2 separate regions of the Rattus norvegicus genome follow, and region 2 is linked to region 1. Evidence: chromatin contacts called from public Hi-C data. All regions are on one chromosome and are shown on one strand. Each heading gives the region's core, a stretch centred on a gene start, on an enhancer-like site or on the middle of the called end of the contact. The rest is flanking DNA. Distances are from core to core; before and after follow the strand shown.

Region 1 (3,496 bases), core at 882-3,381:
TCATCTTTCAACACAAGTGTCCCCAACACGACACTGCATGGATGGTCCTTCCCCGCAGCCATCATCATAGGCCACAGGACTTGCTCTTCCCACCACTAGTCTCAGTTCCAATGTCGCCCCTGAGAGAAGCCTGTCCTCTCCTCTTCAGACTGACTCACCACCTCACACTTCAGATGCACTTCCTACATTTGGGGTCACTTTATTGCCATCCCAAATGGCCTTCTGTCTGGTTTGAATGAAGCCTAAGGATAGTGCTGTCTACCTTGTCTGCTACCATAACAGGACACAACAGGCCCAGTAACCATCTGTGGAATAGAGAGACTTTGTGGAAAGCCTGTTTCAGGGTGCCTTGAAGTCTGTCTTATGTTACCTAACCTGTGCTAAGTGCACTTGCTTCTTTTTGTGGTGAGAGGGATAGAACTCAGGGCCTCCAACTTGCTAGCAAAACACTCTAGCATGAAGCCACCACATCCCAGCCCAAGTTCCTTTGGGTTCCATACACAGCAGTTGCTGTGGTGCTACTGTATTTATCTGCACTCCTGAGGCATGGGTAGGGCCTCAGAAGTGAGACGTGGCTGTCAAACTGGATCATGAGATGTTCTAAAGTAATTTCAATCAGTGCCACCCCAGTACTGGCTGCCAGACACTGCTCTGGGAGATGCCCTCCATCCCACCCCAGTCCAGCCTGACTCAGAGTTGGTCTTCCCAAGTGCCCATGACCATGTGTTTGTTGGTGAATGGACTGACTTGGCCCTGCGTAGTTTTCTCCAGGACACAACAGGCACTGTGTGGTGGATCGCTGCAGGCTGAGCCTCTCTGCTTCCCATCCCCACAACACCTGCTCTTGAGGCTCTTGAGCAGCTCCAAGACACTGCTGGTCTGTCCTTACCCCTTGCTCACCTCCACCACCAGGCTCCCGAGGGCGCAGACCCACACCAGAAGGGAGCACCCAGTCTCTCCTGAATCCTTCTTCACTGGAAAAGCAGACTCTTCTGCCTTCCCAGACCCCTTCACCAAACCCACTCCACCTTCTCTAGACTGCCAGACTCCATGCCCCTTAATCAAGTGCGAGTTGTTGGTACTAAGGCAGACCCTTCAAGATTCCCCATCTGCCCTTCTCTTAGCCCACTAGAGACCGGCAGAGCTTCTCTCGCAAAAGCACCCCCTTTCCCTCTTGTTATCCCTTCCATTTAGTCCAAGGGTTCTCATTTCACTGTTCCTCTCTTACCACACCAGATAATGGAGAGTTTCTGAGTTGAACCTACATATTTTCCCCAATTATCCGAAGGAGTAGAAGGAGTGACAATCACTTCCTCCATCCGCTCCGTGCAGGAAGAGGTTTTTCTCTAAAAGAAGCATCTGCGGGACTGCACCCCATCCCATTCTCCCCACCGCAGAAGCTTTCCCAACGGCGACACGGCCCAACAGACCTCCCCCCCAACACACAGACCAGGGCTTCCGAGGCACCTGCTCGCGCCCATCCAACGCGGCGCTCGGCTCTCAGCGCGCCTTCTGAAATCTATCCCTGGTCTCTGCAACCCAGGCCTGCTCCCACTGCAGACGCCTGGCTCAGCCCGTGCAGGTGCCCCGATTTCCAGGGGAAGCGACCACCATGATGCTCTCCCTCTCACAGCCCCGACCCTAAATTGGCGCGGGGCCCCGGGCGGCCTCGCCTGCCGCCCGTGGGGCTCCATCTCCTCCTGTGCTCCCTAGGGTTGCGCCCGCGTTCCCCCGCCAGGCACCCCCAGCTCCCAGTCGCTCAGGCCAGCTCCCAGTGGGACCTCGCCCGGGCATTCCCTAGCACACTCGGCCCCTCTGCCGGCCTCTCCTCCACCCCCCGCCCCCCGGAGGCGCCTGAGCCTCCGGCTTGGCCGCACCGCCCACGGCCCGGCTGCCCCCGCCCGGGCTTCCGGCCGCCGCCTGCTCGTTCTAGGCCCGGCCGCTCAGTGAAACGCAGCCACTGGCAGAGCGCGGAGCCCCGGCCAAGCCAGTATGGCCTCCGCTAGCCCCGGACTCAGCCCAAGCAGCCCGCGCTCCGTCTGCCAGCACGCCCGGCGCCCCCGCTCACCCGAGCCTGTGGTGGCTGCCATCTTGCGTCGCTGTCGCTCGAAGGCCGGCCCCTTCTTCACCCCCCCCTTGAGTTTTTCTCGGGCGCTGGTGCGCAGGCGCAGACGTAAGCGCAGGCGCAGACGGTGCCGCTGACGCCCGCTCGGGGTCGCAGGAGCCGGGCGGGAAGGGCTTTGCCCGAGTCTTCAGTGAGCGAGCACGAGGGCGGAGTAACCTGCAAGCTCCGCCCAGCCCGGGCGTGGGGGAAGAGTGCAGGTGCTCGGCGCCAGGGCCCCCGGGTGACCGTGCTCTTCCGGGAGAGCAGAAGGGGGAAGGGCTGCGGAACCCTGCGCCTGTTCCCAGGCTGTTTCCAGTCCTCACCAGTAGCGAAAATGAAACTGAGAGAGATGAAGTTCATCTCAACTGTTAAGTAGCTGAGTCAGAATTTGAACCCAAGCCAGGTGATCTTTGTTATGGGGTATCTGAAGAAAAACACACCGAAAGGCCTGAATACGTAAAATTGTGGACCACTACAATCTTTCCAGCATTGCTGCAGCTCTGGGGCATGCAGGGACAAGGTGCAGCTAGGGAGTCGAGAACCTACCTTCCTTGAGGCGGGCTTTCTTTTTGTTTGTCTAGGGGTTTTGTCTGAGACAAGATCTCAACTCAGCTGTCCTAGAGCCATTAGACAGAGGATGACCTTGAACGTCTGATTCTTTTGCTTCCACCTCCTGCTGGGGTTGCCGGCTTGTGTTACACCTGGTTTCAGAGTTCTTAGAGACTGATCCCAGGGCTTTGTGTCTGCTGTGCATGGTCTTTACTAAAGGCGCCAGATCCCTAGCTCTGCAATTTTCCACTCTTAGATTTAAGCATTCATTCACCCAGATATTTATTACACATCTATTATGTGGGAGAACTGAGCTAGGTGCTGGGGATGGCAACATCTCTGCGAAGTGAGATTACTCTTCTCAAGTACTTACGTTCTAGTTGGACAGAGAACGAGTAACAAATATAAATAAACATACGTTTTTACCTACAATAAGATAGGGGGTAAACCTATGAATGGGCAGCAGAACAATCAGGAAAGGCCTCCTGTCCCGGTCCCATTCCAACAGACTTTCCGGAGACCTGCTTTCAGAGCAAACCCATCACCAAGCCACCTTTGATGTGAAGGCCCTAAGGGGATGTGGATATAAAGGATGAAGTAGCCAGCTGGGCTGCAGGTTACACTGCTACCAGGACCAGCAGAGGAACAAGGAAGCTGGAGACCCTCGCCTGGTTCAGTCACCTCTCGTGAGGAAGTATGTGGTAAGCTCATCCAGTGCAGAAGATGCACACCAGACTAGAAGGAGTGTGTTCCACAGAACAGAGGGAACCAGGTCTCTAGACAGACTGGGAAGGGTGACTACACAATTCATAAGGCTCTGCACCCAGAGCTGGGGCCCATGAC
Region 2 (3,696 bases), core at 605-3,104, 260 kb after region 1:
ACAACCACCAGGTCTCCAGCATTTTGTCACGGCGATATAAACTGGAAAACACAGTCCGTGTCACAGAAGGAAAACAGGCTCCAGCATTTGAGAGTTTGCCCATGACAGGGACAGACAGAATCTTCCTGAAACACTGTCTGGTTCTGTCTTCGTCTCTGGTTTTCTTCTCATGTCTGCGGGGCTGGGTGACGGCTCCTGGAGAGCAGGAATCAGATGCTGGCCTTCCCCGTGACCTGAGGGCTTGGCCTAGGGTTTGATAGACAAAAAGAACCCATGGGGAAGGTGTGGGGACTGAACTGGTGGGCAGATGACAGGTGGGTGAGTGGGCGAAGGATGAATAGATGGATAGATGGGGGAAGGACTGGTTGATGGGAGGGTGTGTGTGTGTGTGTGTGTGTGTGTGTGTGTGTGTGTGTTGAATGGGTAGATGCTGTATGGGTGGGTAGCTGGTGGGTGGAGGGTGGGTAGGTAGATGGTGTGTGTGTGTGTGTGTAGTGAGTGGGTAGATGGATGGTGGATGGGTGGATGGTGGGTGGATAGTGAATGATGGGTGAGTGGGTAGATGGTAGGTGGCTGGTGGATAGATGGGTAGGTGGGTGGAAGGACAGGTGAATGACAGATTGGTAGAAAATAGAAGGATGGGACAAGCATGACAAGATGAAGAAACCATTGATGAGAGGCAGGGGAGAGCATGTCTGTCCCTGGTGATTGTCCCTCTGTCCTGGGGAAGTCCGTGGGCCGGCAGCTCTCAGCGGCAGCAGGCTCCAGTTGTGAGCTGTCTTCCTGGGGTTTTAATTTCTTAATGAAGTCCCATTAAACATTAGGAAACTCTCATTAAAGTGTTTATAGATTTTCTTGCAAAATTGATTCAGAAACAATGATCTTGGCCCCAGGGGACCCCCACTCCCCATTTCCAAGGCACCCGTGTTTTCCTCATAACAAAACCACAGGGAAATGAAAACTGCTTCTAAACCCGCTCTTCATCAAAAGTGGGGGAAACCAAGTCAGGCGTGTGGCTCGCACCCGGGATCCCAGCACTCAGGAGGCAGGAAGATTTTGTGGACAGCCTGGGCTATGGAGAGATCTTGACTCAAAACACCAAAAATGACAACGTGAGGAAATGACAGCAAGTGCTTGCAAGAGAGCTCAGTGGGTAAGGGGCTTGCTGCCAAATCGGACTGCCTGAGTTCTATCCCCAGAACCCATGTGGGGAAAGAGAGAACTGACTTCTTACAACTGTCCTCTGACCTCTACATACGCACAATGGTACGTATGTACGCTCACATACACACTGAATAAATGTAAAAAAGAAAAGAAAACTAGTAATAAGGGTGTATCGTGTATAAGTGGAGGATGTAAGGTCAGAGGCACGAATGATGCGTGTTCTCCTGCTGGACCACAGGGCGTAGCGGTCAGAGGCGCAGACACTGGAGCTGGGTGGCCAGGTTTGGAACCCTCTGAGCTTCCACCCTCTGTAAAAAGCAATGGTGCCTGGCGCCCATCCTTGCCTCACAGGCCACTGAGCTGTCCTTGTGTGTGAAGCTCCCAGCCAGAGTTGGCTTCTGTCCCCTATGTGACCTGGGCAAAAGAAATTCTCATCCGCGGGGCACCACGGGGCACATGAAAAAGTCTACAGAGAGCCTGGACTCTCTTTCAGCGGTAAGAGCTACCACTTCTGTAGGACCCCGCCCCCAGTGAAAAATGATGGAGGCAGGAACCCAGGCCTCAGAAAACACGTCCCCAGCTGCACTGCGCTGAGTCACACAGTTCTGCAACCCCGAAGTCCCTGTAGGGGAGTGGAAGGTGAAGGAGCTGCCCATGTGTGACAGGGGATAGTCCCTCTGCCCCGGAGCCACCCCAGCTAGCAGGATCTTCAAGCCCCACGCTTGCCTGAGGGAGGCTGTTTATGGCCCTTCACACTAAGCAAGGAACATGTCTCCAGCGCCTCCCAGTGACCGAGACCTTGAACTACATGTACTTCCGGCCCAGGGTAGATAGTGGGAACCCTCTAGTTTCACCATGGCAGAAGCTTGGCAATGAGGAGGCTTACAGAGGGTAACCGCAGAAGTGACAAAGACGTATGGATGTGGAGTTGAGCACTCTGTCACCCAGTAGTCGTGAGACCTCGGGCGAAACCTGACTCTTCTGGGCTTCGGCTTGCCTCTCTGTAAAATGGGGCTGGAGCGAGCGGGTTGTCGGTCTTGTGGGCGGGGTCTTCTTAAGATCGCAGGGAGGGCGGTGTGGGTCCGATGCTGCGTCGTTCATCAGAGCCGCAGCTGTTCACGGTCCATCTTGATAGGTTCTCAAGGATGGCCTTGGACTTCCGACTTCCCTGTTACACCTCCTAGGTATAGGGATTGCAGGCATGAGCCACCGGAGCGCGTTTATGCATTGCTGGGGGTCGAACCCAAGGCTTCGTGAGCCCCTGAGCCACATCTCTAGCTCCAGACGAAAAAAATCCTTAAACAGACGTCAATAAATAATTTTAGCGCAAAGGCACACGGACAGAACAGAGGGTGAACCACCACAGCCCACGGGATTCCGTCTTTGTTTCATACATCATGCTTAAAGCGAGCACATTGCTAACATATGCGACACCAAAGTCTGCATTCCCTCAGCCCTATAAAGACCCTCAAACCCAAATAGGAGCACACACCTGTCATTTCAGCACTTGGGCTACAGAGCAAGCTCCTGCCTCAAAATAAACAAAAGAAACAATTCTGCTTAGAAATAGAAAACAGGAAAACAAACAAACAAACAAACAAACAAACAAACAAAAAACCCTCAGCCTCTCTACAGAAAGCAAGGCAAATGGCCCACACATGCATTTCTTAGAACATATGTTTTCAAATTTATTTAGCCGGGAAGAGGCATGTGCATGCCATGGTGTGTGTGTGGTGTGTGTGTGTGTGTGTGTGTGTGTGTGTGTGTGGTCACATGACTTGTACAGGAGTCTGTTCTCTTCTTCATACAGGTCCAGGGAATCGAACTCAGGTCATCGGGCTTGGTGGCAAGCTCCCTCACCCATTGAGCCACTTCGCTGGCCCTGGACATGCATTTTAAAACTCCAGCCCTAACATAAAATGAATGGATGCTCCAGGCTAGACCTTGGAGACAGTTATGTCCTCCACCAGCTAGGTGGAGATAAAGTCTGACTATAGTAGGCCTGGGCTCCAAGCAGGAGGAACCAGGGCCTCCCTGGCGGCTGGGCTGAATGTCCCTGAGTAGGTTCAACCTTGAACACTTAGACAAAAGCCTGTGTCCTATGACAGACAGCGGAGCCGCTAGGAATGCATCAGAGGAAACAGACCGGTGTCTTGAGTGCACGGACGTTAACTGCATGGTGTTTGTTACCTATGAAGCCTGCAAACACCTCCAGCTATGGCCAGGGGCCCAGCGAGGTTCCAGTTTATGTTCAGACGGTGGAACGTCTGAAGCGTGTTTTCCTGGTGTTGGTCTGGAGGGATCACCAAGGTGCATTGTTAAGAGGAAAAAAGAAAACAAACTTGCTCAGAACAGGGCGTGGAGCCCGAGGGAGGACAGGAATCTGCTCACGTGCCTAGCACCTACCTCCTGGCTCTCTCAGCAACAATTCCTGAGACACAGTGACCATGAGGGCTTGCAGGAGGGGAGGTATGGGGTCCGGCCATCCATAGAATCTGAGAACAACCCACTCTGTCTTTGGGCAGCCAAGTC

Evidence for each region. A called contact is a pair of places that touch in the nucleus more often than the background predicts.
Region 2: a Hi-C map of liver shows a contact between it and region 1, with 3 times the contacts expected there. The contact joins the enhancer-like site here to the promoter of Ube2v1 in region 1. A contact is called at or near these places in 4 of 12 Hi-C or Micro-C datasets (Schwann cells, kidney and liver).

What each region holds. Positions count from the first base shown.
Region 1 is chr3:176,757,043-176,760,538 of GRCr8, forward strand. It overlaps Ube2v1 (ubiquitin conjugating enzyme E2 V1), which reads right to left and starts at 2,132. Exons shown (of 4, transcript NM_001110345.2): 1 at 2,069-2,132. The coding sequence starts at 2,090.
Region 2 is chr3:177,018,282-177,021,977 of GRCr8, forward strand. No RefSeq gene overlaps it. Among named protein-coding and RNA genes, the nearest start is that of Ptpn1, 38 kb to the right of the region's middle. Within about 2 kb of position 1,855, at least 13 of the 93 cell types and tissues checked have an H3K27ac peak or open chromatin away from gene starts, as enhancers often do. A contact at or near this core is called in liver, where this site is marked.